2 separate regions of the Sus scrofa genome follow, and region 1 is linked to region 2. The links are chromatin contacts, called in public HiChIP or PLAC-seq maps. All regions are on one chromosome and are shown on one strand. Each heading gives the region's core, a stretch centred on a gene start, on an enhancer-like site or on the middle of the called end of the contact. The rest is flanking DNA. Distances are from core to core; before and after follow the strand shown.

What was found. HiChIP or PLAC-seq counts read pairs in DNA pulled down with a chosen protein or histone mark.
Region 1: a contact with region 2 is called in an H3K27ac HiChIP or PLAC-seq map of alveolar macrophages, with 5 times the contacts expected there. The contact joins the promoter of SELENOS here to the promoter of ASB7 in region 2. A contact is called at or near these places in 1 of 5 promoter capture datasets (liver), 1 of 47 Hi-C or Micro-C datasets (alveolar macrophages) and 1 of 2 datasets of contacts at active chromatin or transcription factors (alveolar macrophages).

What each region holds. Positions count from the first base shown.
Region 1 is chr1:139,835,606-139,838,305 of Sscrofa11.1, forward strand. It overlaps SELENOS (selenoprotein S), which reads right to left and starts at 1,318. Exons shown (of 6, transcript NM_001164113.1): 1 at 1,203-1,318; 2 at 431-565. The coding sequence starts at 1,278.
Region 2 is chr1:139,190,111-139,192,810 of Sscrofa11.1, forward strand. ASB7 (ankyrin repeat and SOCS box protein 7) reads left to right here and starts at 1,297. Exons shown (of 6, transcript XM_003121646.4): 1 at 1,297-1,888; 2 at 2,056-2,144. It overlaps LINS1 (protein Lines homolog 1), which reads right to left and starts at 1,128. Exons shown (of 7, transcript XM_013993232.2): 1 at 984-1,128.

The DNA.
Region 1 (2,700 bases), core at 68-2,567, 650 kb after region 2:
GGGAATGTGTTTTTGAAACAGCCAAGTGTAATAATCTATATCAGGTCTGATGAGGAAATCAAAATGCAGTGGCTGTGAAAAACTAAAAGAGTTTCTTGTCACTCACAATGGCTCTAGAGATAGCTCAGAGTTAGCCCGCAAGAGCCATGGATATGGAGAAAATGTGAAGCTCTAACCTATGCTGTTAAGTGAAAAACCACGCAACAAGATACACAGGGAGTGCCCTACACACCATCAAGCAGAGTTTTTCTCCCATTAAAAGCTGCAACTGAAACAAAAACCTATGGTACATTCACCAAAATCAATTTCAGAAGCATAAAATAGTTTCCCTTCTACATAGAGTTGTACTTCTTACTCTTAATATCAGACTAACTTTTGAAATATTTAAGTAAGTGTAAAGCCACGCCTTGATTTTTTATCAGGCACTAACCCAGGGCAGCAGCAGCTCCATCCAGGTGCCTCTGCCTCAAGGCCCTCAGCCGGGTAGACAGCTTCTGAAAGACCACGTAGAGAAGAATGCAGCAGAAGACGATGTACCAGCCATAGGTGGCCAGCAGGGAGCCCACTGGAAAGAAGAAACAGTTTTCAAGAAAGGAAAAAAGACGGGGCTTTTCCATGAAATTCCACAAAGGCAAAATGAGCCTAGTTCCTTCCGGGTCTGGCTGAGATCTCCTAAGCAGGCAGTTACAACAGGGAGAAGTGCGACAATTCAGGGACCACTGAGAAGGGACTTCTCAACCACTTGGGGAACACGAGGGGGCAAGTCCGGAGGATGTGGGGTACGCCAGCCGGGTTTCGAGGGGTGAAGGGAAGTGTACTGACTCAGGAGACCAAAGGCCTTTCAGATTCTGCCAACATATAGAAAGGGGTGACTTTGCGGGGCTAACACAGCGCCGGGGGTGCGCTTGGGGCGGGGAGCCGAGGCCTGAGGCAAACACCAAGCGGCGAGTGACCCCAGTAACCGCAACCCGGAAAGGCTTGTTCCGTATCGAGTAAAGGACTAGCGCAAAAAAAGGGTCGACGGCGCCGCCCAGGGAAGCGCCGCTCTGGGAGGGCTTCCACGCGCGCTCCGGGCCCACTGCCCGGGCCTGCGTGCGGCGCTGACAGCCGGGTGCCGGCCGGGCCTGGCCCGGGCGCAGCGGAGAACCACCCACCGAACATGGCGGTGCAAACCCTCTGCCCAGCGGCCCATGCCAACTCACCCGTGACGTGAAGGAAGCGCAGGCCTTCGGTCTCCAGGGCCGGCCGCGCGGACAGCTGGTCCCCGTCCTGCTCCATAGCCACCAGCGTAGGGCCTGGCCCGGCCGGCTGCGTCAACTGGAGCCTTCTCCTTCCGGCCAACCCCTATGTACACGTGGCGCGCCAAGCCGGCATTCAGGCGTCCGAGCCAATCGCGTCGCGACCCGGCCCAAGCGTTCGGCCAATCGTAGCGAGGGCGTGGCCGAAGCGACCCAGCGGGGAAGAGGGGAGGAGGGAGGGAGAGTTGTGAGGGCTTGAAAAGCGATTGCTCGGGAGGGGCGGTGGCTAGATCCCGGAGGAGCTGAGAGAGACCGGGGAGGGGCGGGGTGACCTGCTGCCTGAGGGGTGTCCCAGCTTCGCTGCGCCTTCGGCCTCTTGGCGACTTCCTCACAACCTCCTTAGGGAGTGTTTGCTTTTGATTGGACACCGAGGTCGTCCGGGGAGGTTGGAAACCGGATTTGCGCCCACACCCTTAATCCTGGCCCAGAAAGTCCCCGCTCGCCTAGGAGTTCTATTCTTTAGAATCAAAATCTCTGGAAAAAGAATGACCCCAACAACCAATGGCCCCACCTCGCACTGAATCTTACTGAGTGTCACAAGGCTTGATGATTATGTTTAATAGCGTCCTGGCTGTTTTCTTGGCCCACCTCCACCCCTCACCCACCGCCACCTCTCTGAGGCCAACCTTAACCACCACCCCCCCTTTTTAGGCCGCACCCAGGGCATACGGAGGTTCCAGGCTAGGGGCTGAATCAGAGCTGTAGCTCCGGGCCTGTGCCACAGCCACAGCAACACAGGATCCAGCCACATGTACAACCCATACACCACAGCTCACAGCAAGGCCGGATCCTTAACCCACTGAGCGAAGACAGGGATCGAACCCGCGTCCTCAAGGTTAACCACACTTTTTGAAATCTGACCTTGAGATTTTCTTGAAGAAGGATTTAAAGTGAAGGTACCTAGTCATGTCTCAAAAAAAGGGATGAGGATTAGGAATAGGGCCAGGAGGACCTCAGAGTGTGTGCCCACGCGAGGCTGGAGGCCCAGGGCTCCCTTGGCTGCCTCACCCAGACTTTTCTCAAGGGGGCGACCTCTGAGACTTCACAAGGGCCTTTTCAGCACTGAGTCGGAAAAGCAGTAAGAAGGGCTCCTCACTGAAGAACTTGAATTCATGTGCCTTGGCAAAGAAAGCCTGAACGTTTTACTTTTTTTTTTTTTTTGGTCTTTTCTAGGGCTGCACCCGCAGCATATGGAGGTTCCCAGGCCAGGGGTCTAATTGGAGCTGTAGCCACCGGCCTACACCAGAGCCACAGCACTGCCAGATCTGAGCCTCGTCTGCAACCTACGCCACAGCTCACCGCAATGCCGGATCCTTGACCCACTGAGCGAGGCCAGGGATCGAACCTGCAATCTTGGTTCCTAGTCGGATTCGTTAACGACTGTGCCACAATGGGAACTCCT
Region 2 (2,700 bases), core at 47-2,546:
CTCTTGCCTGGACTATCACAACAGTCTTTCTATAACCCCACTCTCAGCTACAGCTTTCTCCAGCAGCCAGTGATCTTTTCAAAACATAGAGTTATGATCATTTTTCTACCACCTTACCACCCGCTACAAGGTCCTACAAGATCTGGAGACTGTCGCGCCGCTTCACCATCAACCCCAACTTCACCACAAACCATTATCCCTCCTATGATGCTGGACTACCTGGTTCTCTTTCTTGCAGTTTCTGTCCACAGCAAAAGTTATTCTAGCATCAGAGGTTTTGCACTTTTGATGTCTCCGCCTGCAAAATCCTCCCCAACCCACCCGACCCCGGATCTTGGCATGGCTGGCATCTCCTCATTCAGATCACTATTCAAATGCCACATTCTCAGGGACCTTTATTATCAAAACAGCCATCACATCTTAGCCAATCTCCACCCCATTCCGCTTCCCTTTACATAGCCTATCTCTACCTGATAAATAGTTTCGTGTTTGTCAGTCTCCCTTGGTAAAGTGAAAACTCCACGATGATGAGTGATTGCATCTACCTCGTTCACCGAGGTCTCCCTAACGGCTACAACAGTGCCCGGTCGGTAAATACCTGCTCAATGAAAAGAAGCACTTAATAAACATGGCCATCTCCCGTATTTTCCCCTCTCTCCCTTTCAGCCACAGGAATTCCTGAGGGACTTCACCCTTCCAGGCAAACCCTTGAAGCGACACCGCCAGCCCACAGGACTCTCTTTCTTCGCCAGGCGAGGAACGCCATCCTGGGAACTAACGGAGCCCCGGGGGCCGAAAGACCTGCCAAGGCCCGGCACCCGCGTCTGAGAAGCGCTGAAGAGGGCGGTGGGACAAGGCTCCCCTCTCCTCGCCTCCTGGAGACTGCCGCCTTTCTAAGCCTAAGCCTAAGCCCAGAGACAGCCTCTCAGTAGGTCGCACACACGCCTCCCGCGCCGCCAAAGTTAGCGGCCGCTGCCAATTACCTGCAGGGAACCAGCTCGAGCCACCCTGACTCCGCACCGCCATTCGCGTGAGCACCGGCCCCTTCCGGGCCACCGTAGTTCGCGGAGAGAACCCGGCGTTGCCTTCTCCCGCATGCGCAGAGGCCCTGTGCGGCGCACCGCGTTTCTTAGCAACCGCCTGGAGTCCCTCCGCCAGGGGCGGAGCATTGGAAGCCTCAGAAGGGGAAGTGAGTGAGGCCAATCCGAGAGGAGTCCTAGCCCCAATCGGCACGCCTCCCCTAACTGTCGCGAATGCGCAGGCGGCTTTACGGCAGGCAAGGGGTGGGGGCTGCTGGGGGTAGGAGGAGAGAAGGAAGCAACCAACCAACCAAGTTGTCCCCACCCCCCACCCCCACCCACTCCGGACCTGGTTTACGGCTCCGGGCTCAGGCTCCAGTGCGGCCGCTGATTGGCTGCTGAAGGCTTGGTCCCATCCCAGTGACCCCAAAGTGCTGGAGGGAGGGGGCGGGGGTGGCCCAGTGCAAAGTGCATCCCGAAAGCCCCCTGCCTGGAGCCCCCGCGGCTGGCACTTGGGACCCTGTATGACCCGGGACCTCGCTGCCCCGAGACCTCCTGTGCCCCCAGTGGCTGGGAGCCTCCGGCCCGGAGCGCGGCAGCCCCCTGCTCTGAGCCTTCAGACCGGGACTGCCCCCCCACCCGAGCCGGGACTTCCTCCCTGCACCCCTGCCCCGAGGCTGCCCGGCGGCCAGCACCGCCGCCTCAGGTCGGCTCGGCTGTGTGGATGCTGGCCGGACTGGGGCCGTGAGGCACCGAGGAGGACCAGGAACAGCCGCGTCCGGCCCTGCCTGGGCTGTTTCTTCAATGGAGAAGTTGGTGAGTGTGGAGGAGGCTGAAAGGAGGAAGAGAAGCAGCAGCTGAGGAGACAGGTAAAGTCAGTTACCTCCCGGAGGGGAAGGGGGCTGGCCTGGGAGGGAGGAGAATCCCTGCTTCTTCCTGCCTGCCTTTACCACTCTCTTCCTCTGCTCTCCCCTCCTCAGATCCCCCTCCTCCTCGCCCCGGGGCTCTGCACAGCTTTCTGCTTTCTGATCTCCAGGTTTGAGCTGGCTTGAGGAGGCGAGAGGGCAGGAAGGGTCTACCACCAGAGAAGCAGCAGAGAGCCTCTGACCAGCATCCTCCATAAAGGTAATAAGCCACTCCTCCCCTCCCCCATTGTTTATTCTTGGCCCCTACCTCATTAAGCAGTGCTTTATTTTCGGGATGGTTACCTGGGAATGCAACCCTTTCCTGGCCCCCAGTTTCCAGGCAAAACCAGAAACACTGCCTATGCCCTGATCTTTAACATTTTAATAACTTCTTTTTCCCAGGAACGTATTTTATCCCTTTTGCTCTGCACAGTGTTTTCGTGTTTTGCATTTTCTTTCGGTACACTGAACCGTGTACCCTGCTCAGAGACTTTGAGACCTTTTTGTGGTTTCCCTGCCCCTCTTACTCTCATAGGAATTCCTCAATTCCTGGTTAATTGCTTGTTAATTCTGAATGACTCTGCTTTTTAATTAAACTACAATTTTCTGCTTTCCCTGTATACTTTCCTATAACCTTTTCTCTACCTCTACCAGAAAGTCTTTTGAGTTATCTAACTGGTGAAGGTTTAGGTAGAGGAAGATACAGTAATAACTTGAAACTTAAGAGTTTCAGAAAATAATGCCAATTTTTTTTCTAGAAAAAATGAATCTGTGTA